Regions from separate parts of the Sus scrofa genome. Here region 2 is linked to region 1. A link is a contact called in public targeted proximity ligation data. All regions are on one chromosome and are shown on one strand. The core of a region is the stretch at or near the end of the contact, and the rest is flanking DNA. Distances in the headings are between cores, read along the strand shown. Region 1 has its middle 26 kb from the start of UBE2W. Region 2 has its middle 23 kb from the start of STAU2.

Region 1 (3,577 bases), core at 516-3,015:
CAGAAAAACAGCTAACAGCTCCACTTGAAGAAGTAACTTGAATACAGCGAGATATAATCAAACCTGATAGACTGACTCTTAACTTGGCCCTATACAACTTCAAAAAGAAAACAAGGTGCCATATTCATGCTATAAAGCCATATATGCCTCAGACCACACACAAAGATGAATGCAAAATGAGGCCTAAATGTAAGGGTTAAAACTATTACACTTTCAGAAGAAAATAGGAGTATAATAAAGTATAACTCTTAATGACCTTGAATTAAGTAAGGATTTCTTACATATGATACCAAAAGTACAAATGACGAAAAAAAAAATAAACTGGAGTTTTTGTGCTTCAAAGAATACCATCAAGAATGTGCAAACACAGCTCACAGAACAGGAGAATATTTGCAAATCACATGTCTGCTAGGTTCAGAATATACAAAGAACTCTTACAACTTAACAATAAGATAATTTTTTTTGGCCACATCTGCAGCATGCGGAAGTCCCCAGGCCGGGGGATCAAACCTGAGCCACAGCTGTAACCTAAGCCATGTTAGTGACAATGCCAGATCCTAAACCTATTGAGCCACCAAGGAACCCCCTAAAAGATAATTTTTTAAATGGTAAAGGATTTGACTAGACATTTCTCCAAGACATGTACCGATAAACAAAAGAAGTCCAACATTAGGCATTAGGGAAACACAAATCAAAACCACAATGAGATACTTCACACCCATAGGATGGCTATGATTTTTAAAAATGGACAGCAAAGATTGGCCAGGATGTGTAAAAACTGGAACCCTTACAGGCTGCTCGTGGGAATGTAAAATAGCTCTGCTGTCATGGAAAAGTCTGTGAGTTCCTTAGAAAATTAAACATAAGAGTTACCGAATGACTCAGCAATTCCACTCCTAGTTATATACCTAGGACAAACATAACATGTCCACACAAAACCATGTTCATAAATACAGCAGCATTATTCAAAAAGTAGAAATAATACAAATAGTCAACTAACTGATAGAAGCAGGGAACAAACCAAATGTCAATTAACTGACAGATAAACTATGGTATAACCATAAAATGAGCTATCACTCAGCCATAAAAATGAAGCTATACAAGCTAGAATTCGGACAAAGCTCAAAAGCACTACGTTCAGTGAAAGAAGCCAGTCCCAACAGCACATGCTGTATGATTCCTTTATACAAAATGCCCCAAATAGGCAAATCTATAAAGACAGAAAACAAATTAGTTATTTCCAAGGGTGGGGAAGTGGGGGACATACGATACACTAGGAACAGAGAGTGACCGATAATGGGTAAGGGGTTTCTTCTGAGGGTGCTGTATGTGAATTATTTTTCAATTAAAAAATTGAATGTGCCCTTTTTTTTTTTTTTTTGTCTTTTTTTTTTGTTGTTGTTGCTATTTCTTGGGCCAATCCCGAGGCATATGGAGGTTCCCAGGCTAGGGGTCCAATCGGAGCTGTAGCCACCGGCCTACGCCAGAGCCACAGCAACGTGGGATCCGAGCCGCATCTGCAACCTACACCACAGCTCACGGCAACGCCGGATCATTAACCCACTGAGCAAGGCCAGGGACCGAACCCGCAACCTCATGGTTCCTAGTCGGATTTGTTAACCACAGCGCCACGACGGGAACTCCTGAATGTGCCATTTAAAACTGATGTAGGAGGCTCTAAATTTTATTTGCTCACACTTTAACTCCAATTTTGAAGAGGAATGACAAAGAATACATGTTATTTAGAAATCCTACTTCCTCCTTCCTGCGGTGTGGAAATATAAGCCGAGAATTCATATAAAGGAAATGTGCTTTTTTCCACTGATGGCCAACACAGGACTAGGAATCAAAACTTTTTAATTAACAAATTTTTTTTTCTTTCTCAGCTGCAACCCGTGGCATATGGACATTCCTGGGCTAAGGATTGAATCCAAGGGAAAGCTGCGACCTATGCCACAGTTGTAGGAATGCACTGAGCTGGGGATTGAAGCCAGGCCTCCAGAGAGACAAGCTGAATCATTAACCCACCGCATCACATCAAGAACTCCCTCAAAAAAATTTTTTTAAAGCGAGTATCTGATAGGGGTAATTTAAAATAAAAGGACTACAGGAGTTCCCGTCGTGGCACAGTGGCAACAAACCCATGAGGACTCCGGTTCAATCCCTGGCCCTGCTCAGTGAATTAAGGATCTGGGGTTGCTTTGAGCCGTGGTGTATGTAGGTCACAGACATGGCTTAGACCTGGCATTGCTGTGGCTGTGGTGTAGGCCAACAGCTACAGCTCCAATCTGACCCCTAGCCTGGGAACTTCCATATGCTGGGGTATGGCCCTAAAGAAACAAAAATAAAATAAAAGGACTGCAGCATTATAAGATATAATTCACAAACTCCAAAGATCTATAATATGAGGCAATTAGTCATTTTACCCCATATAAGGGGGAAGAAAGGTTACACAGCTATTAAGCGGCAAAGCCAGAATTCAAACCAAGTTTATCTGAATCCAAAAGCTATACTTATTCCACTGATACTTACTGAGGGAGTACTACATGTCAGGCACTGGGGTATGTCCAGAGAAAGAGTATATTAATTAACAACATGTCAGGGATAGAAGTTCCCATCATGGCTCAGCAGTTAGCAAATCTGACTAGCATCCATGAGGACTTGGGTTCAATCCCAGGTCTCGCTCAGTGGGTTAAGGATCTGCCGTTGCCAAGAGCTGTGGTGTAGCTTGCAGATGAGGCTTGGATCCCAAGTTGCTGTGGTTGTGGTGCAGGCCGAAGGTTGTAGCTCTGATTGGACCCCTAGCCTGGGAACCTCCATATGCCGCAGGTGTGGCGACAAAAAGACCAAAAAAAAAAAAGAAGAAGAATACACCAGGGATATGAAGAAATTTAGCAGGTTAAGCGGAATTCCAAGTGCCAGGGGTGAGAGGACTATTTTATACTGGATGATCAAGGAAGGCTTCTCAGAGGAAACTACATTTGAACAAATATTTGAGAGAAAAAAAGGAAGTGAGCCATAAGCAACGTGAAGAAGAGCACTCCAAGCAGAGGAAGTAACAGGGGCAGAGACTCCGAGGCAGGAACAGCAAGGAGGCCCATGAGGCCATAGGGAAACCAGGGTGGGGTGTAGAGTGTGGAGGTGGATGATATAAGGCCTTCCTGGTCATTATCAGCAATTTCAGATTGTATTCTGAATAAAAAAAGGAAGCCACAGAATGAGTGAAGTGACATTTGACTGCTATTTTGAATCTAAATAATGAGTTGAGAAAAGACGGTGAGGGCACAGGACAAGGCAGGGAAACCAGTTAGGAAGCTGTTGATATAATGCAGATGACAGATGATGATTTACATCAGGTAATGATGCAGAAGAGCAGACAATTGGATTCAGTTTTGTTGTTGTTTTTGGCCCCGCAGCATGTGGAAGTTCCCCAGCCAGGGACTGAACCCAAGCCACAGCAACAACCCAAGCTGCTGCAGTGACAACGCCAGATAGCCAGATCCTTAACCTGCTACACCACAAGAAAATTCTGGATTTCTTTTGAAGGTAGAGTGCGATAGGATTTGCTGATGGTTCG
Region 2 (3,724 bases), core at 1,188-3,687, 96 kb before region 1:
CCTGGTAGTGTGGCAGGAGCTGACACCCACGAGAGCAGATTTCCCTGAAGATCCTGGTTAGCTACAGAGAAACCACTGACAGATACTGCTGGAATTACCCAACGACAAGCAACAGCAACAACAATCAGGCTTACTGCCTCCTCACTCCCAAGAAATCCTACACTTTCATAAGCCTCGCCCATGCACAGGGACCTAGTCTGCTTTGTGTGCCTCCCAGACACTGGAAGGAAGTAGCTAACATGAAAGACTGACCAAAAAGGGAAAGAAAAAAAAAATAGGACTAAGATGAAAGAGAGACAATATAAGAAACAGAAGTTAGTTTAAAAATATATAAATATGTAAATATATACATCACTAATCAGAGTTTAGAGGTATTATATCCTTAAAAAAGAACTGGATGCTAGAGTTCCCACTGCGGTTCAGTGGTAACGAACTCAACTAGTAAGAGGATGTGGATTCAATCCCTGGCCTCACTCAGTAGGTTAGGGATCTGGCGTTGCTGGGAACTGTGGTGTAGGTCACAGACGAGGCTCGGATCCCGCGTCGCTGTGGCAGTGGCGTAGGCTGGCACCTGCAGCTCTGATTCGACCCCTAGCCTGGGACCTTCCATGTGCCACAGGTTTGACCCTAAAAAGACAAAAGTAAGTAAGTAAATAAATAAATAAGTACATATTTTTAAAAGAACTGGAAGCTATAAAAAATTATAATCTGAAAAAATACATTCTTAGAAATTTAAAATAATTGAAGTAAACATTAAAATAAAAGAATCAGAGGAAAAACAAGCAAAGAGTTATTATTTTATGTTTTTATTTCTTTTTTTTTTTGCTTTTTAGGGCCGCACCTGCAGCATGTGGAAATTCCCAGGCTGGGGTCAAATCGGAGCTATAGCTGCCAGCCTATGCCACAGCCACAGCCACGCAGGATCCGAGGCACATCTTCGACGTATACCACAGCTCACAACAACGCTGCATCCTTAACCCGCTGAGCGAGGCCAGGGATCAAACCCGAATCCTCATGGTTCCTAGTCGTGTTTATTAACCACTAGGCCACAGTGGGAATTCCCAAAGAGGTTTTTAAAAGGAAAAGAATTTTAGAGAATCAGTCAAGGAGATGAAATATCCCCTTACTGAGAGTTCTAAAAACAGAAGATGTGGGGGTGGCAATTATGAAAGAAACAGTAAACGAAACTTTCCCGGAGTTCCCATCCTGGCGCAGTGGTTAACGAATCCGACTAGGAACCATAGGTTGCGGGTTCAATCCCTGGCCTTTCTCAGTGGGTTAAGGGTCTGGCGTTGCCGTAAGCTGTGGTGTAGGTCCCAGATACAGCTCGGATCCCGCGTTGCTGTGGCTCTGGTGTAGGCTGGCAGCTACAGTTCCGATTAGACCCCTAGCCTGAGAACATCCATATGCCGCAGGAGCAGCCCAAGAAATGGCAAAAAGCCAAAAAAAAAAAGAAAGAAAGAAACTTTCCCCAAGCTGAAGGACAGGAATTTCTAGATTGAAAGAAGCCATCAAACTTCACAAGATTGAAAAAGTGACCCAATTAAAGGTCTGTCATCAGGAAAATTGATACTTCAGTAATTAAAAAAAAAAAACTTTAGAGTTCCCTGGTGGGTTAGCAGGTTAAGGAATAAGTGTTGTCTCTGCTGTGGCTTTGGCTGCTGCGATGGCATGGGTTTGATCCCTGGCCGGGGAACTTCCACATGCTGCAGGCATGGCCAAAAAGAAAAAAATCCAAAATCTTCCAGAACTTTTGCTTCCAGAGAGGAAACATACCACCTACGAAAGAATGAGAAAAAAGATGGCATCGGCTTCTCAGAAAAAAACAAACAAAAAAAATGAAATCTAGAATTAGTAAAGATAGATTTACAAGGAGATCCTGCTGAATAGCATTGAGAACTATGTCTAGATACTCATGTTGCAACAGAAGAAAGGGTGGGGGAAAAATGTAATTGTAATGTATACATGTAAGGATAACCTGACCCCCTTGCTGTACAGTGGGAAAATAAAAAATATATATATTAAAAAAAAGAATAAATATAGAATTAGTAAAGAAATGCCTTCAAAAAATTCTCAGGAAGAGTTCTCTTGTGGCACAGCAGGTTAAGGACCTGGTATTGTCACTGCAACAGCTGGGGTCACTGTTGTGGCGTGAGTTGGCTCCCCGGCTGGGGAACTTCCACATGCCACAGGCATGGCCACAAAAAAATTCTGACGAAACTTGGAATTCTATATGCAATGAAACTATGAATCCTGTATAAGAGATTTTTAAACCTAATGGATCTCAAAATTTACCTCCTGTGTCTGCTTTTACTCTTTCTACAGGGAAAATGAAGGCAAATGAGAACGTGAGCAAAGGAGAAAGACACCAGAGCCAGGAAACAGGGATCCAACACATGACACACAAAGGGATTTTCCAAGATGATGATAAAAGGAAGTCCCTGCAGGGCAGCTGTGCGGAGGCCCTGAGCGCAAACAACCCAGAGCCAAACAGGGGAATGCTGGGCTCTGGTGGCAGGGCGCCTTGAGAAAGCAGATCTGATCAATGACCTGAGGAAGACTCTTCCCTTTCTGCCAATATTTTGGTTTTTCCCATGATGCCTTTTCCTGAGATGATAGACCCCTGCCTCATTGATGTCAAGTTCAAAGGACCACCATGGCCCAGTATATCAAGAGTAAACCTAATGAGTTTCCTCTGAATGGAAGCTTCAAGAGCCAGTGTGCGGTCTGTCCCATGCCCTCTCCTGCCAGCCACTGACCAGCCATGTTCCCCAAAGAGGCTGCTGTTCACTCCATCCCAGAGTGAAGACAGCGTGCAGCCAAATAGCTTATCTACTTCCCTGACTTACTGCTTACTCTTTTTTCTCATCATTGCTTATATAACCATGTAAATATTATTCTCAGAGTTCCCTGGTGGCCTAGCAGTTAAAGACTCAGCATTGTTAGCAGATCCGGAGAAAGCCAGAACAGCTTTGCTCTTCTAAGTCATTGGAATCGGAGGGTAATTTGTTACCACAGCCTGACCTAATGTGTCCTGACACATTATCTGATACCTTTGACCATGTGGGAAAACTGCATTGTAAAAAGGTGGGAAGAGGAGCTCCCATTGTGGTTCAGCAGGCTAAGGACCCCGTGTTGTTTCTGGGAAGATGGGGGTTCGATCCTTGGCCTCCCTCAGTGAGTTAAAGATCTGGCATTGACGCAAGTTGAGGTGTAGTTTGCAGATGCGGCTTGGATCTGATGTTCCCCTGGCTGTGGTGTAGGCCAACAGCTGCAGCTCTGAGTCAGACCGTAGCCCTGGAACTTCCATATGCTGCAGGTGTGGCCATTAAAAAATAATAATAATAATAATAATGTGGTAAGACTTAGTGACAGGTACCCAGAAAACTAAGCAATTACATCCCTTAATTTAGCAAATATTTATTAACTCCTAGTATATATCATGAATATTTTCTAAGGCACTAAGGATATAATACGTAAAAGGGTCAAAGAGGCAATCATTAATGTCAAAAAGTACTCATAAGAAAGTGAAAAAAATCATACTTCTTGGCTCACCAGGAAATAATATATTTTTTTGGCCATGCCTAGAGCATGCAGAAATTCCTGGGCCGGGAATTGAACCCATGCCACAGCAATAACCTGAGCCACAATGGTAACAATGCTGAGTTTTTAACTGCTAGGCCACCAGGGAACTCTGAGAATAATATTTACATAATTATATAAG

What was found.
Region 2: a contact with region 1 is called in a targeted proximity ligation map of alveolar macrophages. A contact is called at or near these places in 2 of 47 Hi-C or Micro-C datasets (blood and epiblast stem cells) and 1 of 2 datasets of targeted methods (alveolar macrophages).

Annotation. Positions count from the first base shown.
Region 1 is chr4:62,019,004-62,022,580 of Sscrofa11.1, reverse strand. No RefSeq gene overlaps it. Among named protein-coding and RNA genes, the nearest start is that of UBE2W, 26 kb to the left of the region's middle.
Region 2 is chr4:62,115,059-62,118,782 of Sscrofa11.1, reverse strand. No RefSeq gene overlaps it. Among named protein-coding and RNA genes, the nearest start is that of STAU2, 23 kb to the left of the region's middle.